3 separate regions of the Mus musculus genome follow, and regions 1 and 3 are each linked to region 2. The links are chromatin contacts, called in public Hi-C and HiChIP or PLAC-seq maps. All regions are on one chromosome and are shown on one strand. The core of a region is the stretch at or near the end of the contact, and the rest is flanking DNA. Distances in the headings are between cores, read along the strand shown.

What was found. A called contact is a pair of places that touch in the nucleus more often than the background predicts. HiChIP or PLAC-seq counts read pairs in DNA pulled down with a chosen protein or histone mark.
Region 1: an H3K4me3 HiChIP or PLAC-seq map of neural tube shows a contact between it and region 2, with 11 times the contacts expected there. The contact joins two enhancer-like sites. A contact is called at or near these places in 5 of 484 Hi-C or Micro-C datasets (cerebellum, embryonic stem cells, myocytes and 2 more), 1 of 115 datasets of contacts at active chromatin or transcription factors (neural tube) and 1 of 9 other capture datasets (embryonic trunk).
Region 3: a contact with region 2 is called in a Hi-C map of cerebellar granule neurons, with 4 times the contacts expected there. The contact joins two enhancer-like sites. A contact is called at or near these places in 5 of 484 Hi-C or Micro-C datasets (cerebellar granule neurons, cerebellum and neural progenitor cells), 2 of 115 datasets of contacts at active chromatin or transcription factors (astrocytes and embryonic basal ganglia) and 1 of 9 other capture datasets (embryonic trunk).

Annotation. Positions count from the first base shown.
Region 1 is chr9:91,565,060-91,567,984 of GRCm38.p6, reverse strand. The region is part of intron 3 of Gm29478 (a long non-coding RNA gene); the gene reads right to left. Among named protein-coding and RNA genes, the nearest start is that of Gm39400, 140 kb to the left of the region's middle. Within about 2 kb of position 1,639, at least 4 of the 459 cell types and tissues checked have an H3K27ac peak or open chromatin away from gene starts, as enhancers often do. A contact at or near this core is called in neural tube, where this site is marked.
Region 2 is chr9:90,691,561-90,694,618 of GRCm38.p6, reverse strand. All of the region lies in intron 1 of Gm30905 (a long non-coding RNA gene), which reads left to right. Among named protein-coding and RNA genes, the nearest start is that of Gm30905, 12 kb to the left of the region's middle. Within about 2 kb of position 1,483, at least 25 of the 459 cell types and tissues checked have an H3K27ac peak or open chromatin away from gene starts, as enhancers often do. A contact at or near this core is called in cerebellar granule neurons, cerebellum and neural tube, where this site is marked.
Region 3 is chr9:91,544,068-91,547,167 of GRCm38.p6, reverse strand. All of the region lies in intron 2 of Gm29478 (a long non-coding RNA gene), which reads right to left. Among named protein-coding and RNA genes, the nearest start is that of Gm29478, 140 kb to the right of the region's middle. Within about 2 kb of position 1,552, at least 3 of the 459 cell types and tissues checked have an H3K27ac peak or open chromatin away from gene starts, as enhancers often do. A contact at or near this core is called in cerebellar granule neurons and cerebellum, where this site is marked.

The sequences.
Region 1 (2,925 bases), core at 390-2,889, 870 kb before region 2:
TTCCCTGGTCATAATCAAATGTGTGAGAGAAGGACCCCTAACTTAACATGGACCTACCGGACACTGCCTCTCATGAACGTGCAACCAGGAGTAGAAAGCACTTATTAGGTTATGGGTTTATAACACACTAATTCATGAGGTAAGGGGAAACAATATTCAACAATACAATCTACATACCCAGCTGTCTTTCAAAAATTAAAAGTGCAGTAAACGAGGGAAAAACAAACCAAATAAGAATTTGAAAGGGAAACTGGTGGAAGATTTCTAAATCCTTCTGACTCCAGATTCATTTCTACACTTGAGATCCATGAAGGCTCCCGATTAACATTACAAGAATGTTTTCTGTTTACTTCCCACTGTCTGCTTAACTCTTTGAGTTCAATGCTTCCTTACAAATGAGCACTTATCCTATTCCAAATGAAAAAAAAAAAAAAAAAAAAAGAAGAGAAACAGACAGAAACTGTTGTTTTAAAATGTCATTTTGATGTCAATACTGAATTTACCTTTTATGGAAATCAGTTTATGACCAAAATAAACTTCATTCAATGTGAGGACAAACTCAAGAGATTTTTTTCATTAAAAATAAATGATACTTTCATTAACTCATGGCTGTGGGACTCATGTCTTTTATCCATAGAAATTGACCATAATACTATAGGAAAAAGCAATTAGTTGCTCAAGTGATTTCAATAGATCAGTAGTTGGCCAACTGTTCCAACTTGAAAAGATTTTTATCAAATATCTGTCATTTCATAATTAGGTACTCCCTTCAGCCAAAGGGAAAATGACCAATTGTCAATAACTGTTCCAAAGCAAACTCTCCTCTCCTGTTCAGGGGTGTCTTGCTTACAGTGACACTCCCTAAGAGAACAAAAGCCTTCCCTCCACTTGAAGACAGAAAGAGCTATCATGAAGTGAGAGTCAGGTTTTCCTTTCTCCCAGAACATCAACTGTTTTCTTAGCCAGCAAAAATCTTTTTAAAGCAATGGTTAATTGCTTTACAAAAAAAAAAAAAAATAAGAAAAGCAATGGTTTCCATTGAACTCTAAGTAACTAACCCATGGAGTATTTCAATAACTAGACTGGAATTAGTTTTCATAAAACTAAAACTTAGTAAAAACACTAAATGCCTAATGAGTCACTGGCCAGTTTCATTTGTGTTAGGGCTGAAGTTGTTTACCACCATAGTCAATTCATGCTGTCTGCTTTTGTGCTCCAACAATAAGTATACAGCTTTCCACTTCAGCAGACTAAAGCCAGGGTGTGTTCATGATTTCTCTACCAACAGCTAAAATTACCCAGATCTGCTTCACCTCCTGCCTCTCTCTGCTTTCCTGTTTTCACATTACAGACCTCCTGCCTCCTGCTCTTAAAATTGTGTGAGGATTATAGCAAATACTATTTGAGTGATCTTTTTATAAGTTCTTGGCTTACTTAAGGAAAGTCAATATATAAAACTCATAAGACGTACTTAGTGATAATAAAGACCTTCATTGACTGCAGATGATGAAGCTAACAACCTCCACTTGATGTTTATAAATCATAGTTTGCCTGGCACTTTGGCAATATTCCTTCAATTCCATACACACTTTTAGTAGTTAGGCACTGTGACCACATGGCTTTTTCCTAGCATGTTTCCTGAATACGGTGCCAATCAAGCGAAAAGAAAATGTTTAATCTATGACACGGTCTATGGCCAGTTCAAGTTGACCTCATCTGTCATTTTCTTAAGCAGGAGCTTTTAAATATAGCCAAAGGGCACAGCACTAAGTTGCGTAAGACATATGGTGAAAGTATGACTCTACTGCCATTAAGGTGTCATTGTTAATACCTCATTGACAAAGTAGCAACATGCTCAAACATGAAAGTCTTGCACTGTTCCTAAGGGAATTGCTTTATTCATCTGCTGGGTAAATGTGCAACTTGTTTCTACTATATAGACCTTGAAATGTGAGCTACATATGAAAGGGCCAGTAAAACATATGGAAGACTGTGCATGGGTCAAAAATTCTAATTGCACAATTTGTTGTTTGTAATTCTGATTTGTAGATGAATATCAAATACACAGTTTAATTGCAATGTTATATATATGCATGACATGTAGAAAATATCTATTTAAATCTCATATGAAAGGTAATAAAAGGACCATCTATGTATAGCTAGCCCACCATAATATTGTTATTTAGTCATATAAAATATTCGAAATGTAATTGAGGAAAATACGTAATAAAAAAATTTAAAAAATAAATAAATAAAATAAAATATTCAAGAACTAGAAAAAGAGTAATAAAGAAAAATAACTTTCTGAAAACGTTCTTGTTAGGAATATATTCTAGAAAATTATTACATTTATAAGATTGATAAAAATTGCAATTTTATGACTTATAGTATGGAGAATTAAACAGAAATGTAGGATTTCAGCAGAAACTCATTTCCTAGCAAATGTTTTCTTTATCCCTCACAGAAACAGTAGCAAGCCTAAAGTAACAGTAACTTTAGAATTTCTCTTTATTATGTAAGTATCACCTTATTTTTTATCTTTGTTTTATTTTAATTAGAAATATTAAGTAATATTTTTCTTTTTTTCTTTTTTACATAAAAGGTCATTTTTTCCAATTTTTATAGGTATTTTTTCATTTACATTTCAAATGCTATCCCGAAAGTCCCCCAGATCCTCTCTCCCACTCCCCTACCGCCCACTCCCACTTCTTGGCCCTGGCGTTCCCCCATACTGAGGCATATAAAGTTTGCAAGACCAAGGGGCCTCTCTTCCCAATGATGGCTGACTAGGAATGTAAGCAGGAGTGGTGGAGGGAAGGATCAAGAAAGGTGGAGAGGGAAGTATTTAATAGAAAATTTCAGTTTCTGTAGTGTTCCACTAAATATTTCTTCTATTTTTAAATGAACTGATAGTGCAACCAGCTT
Region 2 (3,058 bases), core at 234-2,733:
CTTGCCCTTACCTCTTCACTTTATTTACGAAATTTGCATGCTACAATATAAACTTGAATGAAAAATGCATTTGAAGGTGAGCCTCCCCGATATCCAGTCCTCGTCAGGATCATTACCATCTTCCTGAGAAACCACTGGGGTCTTTCGTGCATTTGCTTGTCTGTGCCAAATGCAGTCTGCCCTTCAGACTGGGATCTCGCAGAGGCAGGCAGAGCTGTGCCGTTAGTTTCTCTTACTTTAAAAAGCCTCCCAGTTTCTGAGAGTTCTCGCCAGGACTCTCATCTCAGTCTGCGTTTTGTAAAACAAATACGGTTTTGTACAAGTATTTAAAAAAAAATCATGGAGCAGATCGAAGTGAATTCTTCCTGACCACAGACGGTATCTAGCAGACACAAATTTCTTCAGAGCTTTGTGAAGAGCTGTAGCAAAATTCCAAACTAAACCTGTCCCATTTCAAGAGCAAATATGCCTATGTGGGGAGAAAGGTGGGGTGGGGTGTGACCCTCCCAGACCACTTACATTAAGAAACAAACCAAACAGAAGTTCAAAAGGTATTTACATTTAAGTGGCGGGGAAAGAAATTTTCAGCTAATTTGAGGATTGTGTTGTTTCTTGTACCACCCCCAACCAGTCAATTTATATAAAAACCTACAGTTATAATATCTGCTATATTTTAAGATTTTTACTTGACTGAACAGATTTTAAAATGCTTGCGAAGGTTTGTTTCCCCTTCGTTGTATGATGAAAAGAAATACCACATTTTAAAATTAAATTGAATAAGTGCTTGACTACTCCACCCCACACACAGGAATACAGACCTACTTGCCTATCAGCACACTAAATTCAGCTAGTTCCTCCTGCAAAACATTCATTTTAAGAATCCCTATTGTTTTATTTTAGTGCATTTGTTTGGAGACTTTTAAAAACTGACTATGAACAAGGAAACAATAAATGCATAGGCAATTTAGAGCACAGGCAGGCCTCCTTATGAGACCGTGTAGCGCATTTGTGGGTGTTGTTATTGTTGTTGTTGCAATCTAGCTAATAAAGGCTTTCTCTTGCACAAGAGAATTTTGACAGGGTTGACTCCAGACAGCTCTCCAGCTGAGGTCTGGGACCTTGCTGAACCTTCAGAATTTTCCCATTTGAGCTGCATCAAAGTGAAGGAAATTCAAGGATCACTAACGTCTCAGATGGTAGCACTTGCCCTAACAACGAAGGTTCAGGAATTCTTTGGAGCAGACTGAGGTCATTTTTCTCCCCTTTTCTCCTAATGCTTTTCTCTATTAATCAGAGCTCAGAGCTCAGATTGGTGTTCAACTTCCTCCCAATCCTTGCTAAGCCTGTCATTTCTGGCTATTATTTACTTTAATGGACTTTGGCTGATCCCTTATGAAGCTTTGGATCTGAGAATAATAAGGCTGGAGAGTAACGGGCATAGACATGGGTGTGGGTTTGCCTGCAGATTAACCGTGGCAGATGGGCTTTATTGCGGTTTCCTGTGTACTGAGTGTTGATTGAGAGGGTATAATGAGAGAGGTGGTGTCTACACAATAGTCACGGCCACTTCATTGCACTTTGCGTCTAAACAACCCCATTTTTCTAAATCTTTGGGTTGTGAAATTTTAGGAAGTCAGAGCACAGGGACAAGTACAAAAACAACTGTAAATAACCATGAATGTTAATCCAACACTAATTGGTCCTTTCTTTCAATATGAGTCCATTTTGCTCAGTTTTTAAAATTCTGGGTAAATTAATGGCAAAGAGAGTGAAACAAAAAGTTCTTGCACTTGGCTGAAATAGTGAGCAACACGTATACATGTATTTCTCTCTCTCTCTCTCTCTCTCTCTCTCTCTCTCTCTCTCTCTGTGTGTGTGTGTGTGTGTGTGTGTGTGTGTGTGTGTGTGCGCGTGTGTGTATATTTTTGTTTTGTTTTGTTTTTTATCTGTTTTGTTTTGGTCTTCATGTTTTTGTTAATCTGCTTGCTTTTATTAAACATATGCTGTATTTAACTTTAACATCAGACAATAGATGTTCAAGTTGTGGTGACTTCCATAAGCCTTTAGATAGGAATATCTTCAAAACTGATGCTAGCACAATTGCTTTATCCTATGCAGGGTAAGTCAGTGAATGTGGACCCTTTTATATTCCATGTGTTTAATTCAAGCGTCTGCTTGACTGTAACCTACCATGCGGTTAATACATTTTTGTTATAGGTACGATCTAACAGTCTTTTACACGTTGCTCATATTTAAGATTTTACTTAATTCCTCCCTTTCATTAGTGGATTAAATCACAATCATTGGTTCTTTTTTTTCTTTGGGGGCTTTTACCCATCTGTTTTAATGCTTTCATCCTGCACCTCTTGGTCTCAGAGGGGTGTTTGGAAAATGAACCGCCAAAACCTGGAGAAGACTCTAGGTCAAGTTTTCGTCCAAGACTTTAAATTTTTAGTGACAGTCCTCTCTCATGGCTGCCTGAAATTTTGCACACAGTGCTGCACAAGCGAGCACCACCAATTATTCGTTTCCTTTGAAAACCATTATCAAGTTTTTCAAAACTTCTTTCATTTCACTGTTGTCATTCAGTGAAAAGGAAACTAACCACCGTGTCAAGACAACTCAGCTGCCTAGCAACGCAGGGCCACATTTTAACTCTGACTTGCTTCTGGTCTTGACTAATAGAAAGTGACTATGTTAAGCCAGTCACAAACGTTGTTTGTCACTTCTGAAATCCAAACAAAACTATATTGTTTTCCAAAGTATTGGATGTGATTGATGTAAAGATTTACAGTAACATCATTCATTTTCTCTTGTGTTTCAGTAGGATTGATGTCATATCTTTTCATGCTTTATTAAATGCTTTAAAAGGCCTCAAAAAACATGACGCTTTTTGTCCATTAAGAAGTCTAAAAAGAAGGGCATTTTTTTTTCCTTTCCAGTGCACTAGGCTTCAACAACTTGTGAAGTTTAATGAATCTATTCAACTAGTGTCAGCCACATCAATAAGTAATTTAATAAGAAACTATCAGTCATAAAGGATAATTCAATTCAAACA
Region 3 (3,100 bases), core at 303-2,802, 850 kb before region 2:
TTAGAATCCTGCTCTGTCCTCCCCTCCCATGGCTCCGCATGGCTGGAGCTGTGTTCAGCTTGGCTTCCTTCTTGTGTGTGCAGCACTGACCTTTTCTCCACAATTTTTAACTGTTCAGTTGCTATCTTTGTGAACTACCAAAGCTCCCCAACTTCTCTTTTGAAATATAATCTGGTTTTGTTATTCTAACTCTTCTTCACCAGATTAACATGGAAAAGGACTCTAGTCCACGTTCATGTTCTCTTTTCCCCTTTTGAGATGTCTGTTTTCTGTTTTACAAAGTGGTCTTGAAACCCTACGCTCAAGATAACCTCTAGCCTCAGGCTCCATACTTGTTAGAACTGGAGGACCAACCCATCCACCTAAACTTCTAGAATAACTGTGAAACTCCTTTAAGTAAGCATTTGAAAGCTTCCTAAAACAATAGCTAGATAATGAAATCCATATTTCAGAATATAAAATACTGTTACAGAATACAAAATACTGGGTTAATCATTTGTAATAAATGTCCCACTTGAAGTGGGCTATTGGTAGCAGGGAGGATTGTGAAACTGAGGAAAACTACACATCTTACTATACACATAAGAACACTATTATTCAAGTAATGAAAAGTCAACTTGAACTGAGCTTTGAAAATAAGGCTGCTGTTGAAATTTCTCCTAAAATAATACAAGTACACAAAGGGATGAGTATAATTCCTGATATATTTTTATTGAACATACCTTCTTCCCAAGGCTAATTAAACATGAAAACATAACACCAAATTTATTTTATTTGGGTAATAGATCCTTAAGCTAATACAAAGCATAAAAGCAGATTACTTTTAGTTTTCTAGCAATATTTCAGTATGCCATAGTAGTATTACCAAAATATCTCACCTGCTGAACAAATGTAGACACAACAGAATTTTAGTCTCCAAATGAAAATGTCTGTTATGCTCACAGTTTTGAACTATTTTCTTTTACATGATTGTGCATATCCAACACATGCACAGGCACAATGAAGAGGCGCCAGCAAGTCATTTAGTCATTACTGAATTTCTTATACTTTCAACAGGATGGAAATAATCACCTGTTAGTTAATCTATTTTCAAAACTCATACTATAAAGTATGTTTCAACCTTCAGAATTCTTTGTAATCACTCTACCTTTAGTTAAACAACTCATCATATATCTTGTGGCTGTGGCTTAGTGCTTAGACATCATCTCAAAAGCACACAGTGAAATAATCTAAAGCATACACAGTACAATAGTGAAAATAAAAAGGTAAGAATTTCAAATGTAAACTAAAAAATGTTCTCTCTGGAAAACGTTGAGTATTTGCAATGCCATATCAAATTTAAAACATTGTTTGCATCCATTTTTGGTGAAACAATCTTGCCTTCCATTTTTAAAATAACCTATCAGATCAAATCAAGATGTGCTAAAAGGAAAAACTCATTTCCATTTTGACAAAAATTAAGTGGTTCTAGTCTCCCCAGGGATGTCATCATCTTCTGCCAATGCACAGCTTTTAGGGTTGTGAAGGAAGTCTACAGAACCCAGCCCAGTGAGCCAAAGCCGTTGAATCAGCCCTCGTAATAATCAGTGGGATGCCGATGCCACAGCCAGGCGACACTCAGAGCCACAAAGAAAATGCACTTTGTGCCAAGAAAGAATGCAAACACGACAGTGTCTTTCAGGCATAAGGGAATTCAACAAGATGTTTTTCCTAAATTCTGTTGTTGCTATTAAAAGCCAGAATTCGGTCCCCAGCCCCACATAGACAAAGTGAATAGACTTAATAAAAATTTAAAGTAAATCCTTTCTCTTGCAAAACTGTAATTAAAGACATAGAGTTGAACAACATGATGGTGATTTTACATTTTACTAATAGCGTAGCCTACACAAATATTCCACCATGGCAATTCAACAGCAGTAGCGTGCTGTTAATTTCTGTATAAGATGGAAGATGAAGTGATTCACAGAAAATATAATTGATCATTTCTCACTGCTGCATAAATCGTATTTGTTATAAAAGTTTAAAAGCCACATTTATGCCTTAAATTATTAAAGCAAATATAATACAGAATGCTTCTACACTATATTGTTTTCCAAGGGTTATCACGGAATCTTCACCATTTATCATACATGTACTTCTGTCTTTTTTCTACTCAGGGGCACAGCATGAAAAAACTTCATTTCACATTGAAACATCACTGTGTGGAACAGTGTGATGAAATGAGACACAGGAGGAGTTATACTCCGGTAAACAGTTGGTCCACGGGAATGATAGCATTTTATGCTGAGACTGATATATCAATTTTAAGTTCTAAGAGATGACTGATCTGAAAGCCAGAGTGTCACTAGTGATGAACTATACACATGTGAAAAATTACAGGTAACGTGAGTGAGCCTGCTGAGAGGCCTCTCACCCAGGGATGTTTTACAAACCAACACAGAATGGGATGGGTCCTCCTCCCAGGATGGCTCTGATTAATTATTCTACATCACTGGTGGACAAAAAGCATTCGGTTTGTCATGGAAATATAAAATGTGTCACAAAATAAGCCAGCTTCACCATTAGAATAAATGTGCCTGGAAACGTATCTCACACTAGCATCTTTGCATGCATACATTTTATAAGAAAAAGAGAGAGCCAGGGGTTTTAGGTGGAAAACTATTTCCACACAGCAATATGAGAAAAGGATTCGTGGTACTATTTTTCTTGGCTCAAATAAAAGAAACATTACCTAGTTTTGTTTTAACCCACATTTTTAAAGTGCAAAATATTTCTCACTGTTTATATAAACTGTAGAACAATATTGAAAATATTTTCTTAATTAAAATAAGAAGCTTCAGAGTTCCTGCTGCTAATACAGACACTTGGACACAAACTAATATGTAGCATATCAAAATATGAAACATTAGCTTTTTAAATATTAAATGGATCACTAACCTATGTAAGATTGAAATAATAATCTTTGTGCCTTCTTTATAAGCAGAGGTTTTTTTTATTTTTTTAAATGGGAATGATGCAATGATTTCTGAAAGAGTCACAGAATGAAATGACATTTGGCAAGTTTGTTTCCATTCTCTACTAGTCAATATTTTGTAAGACT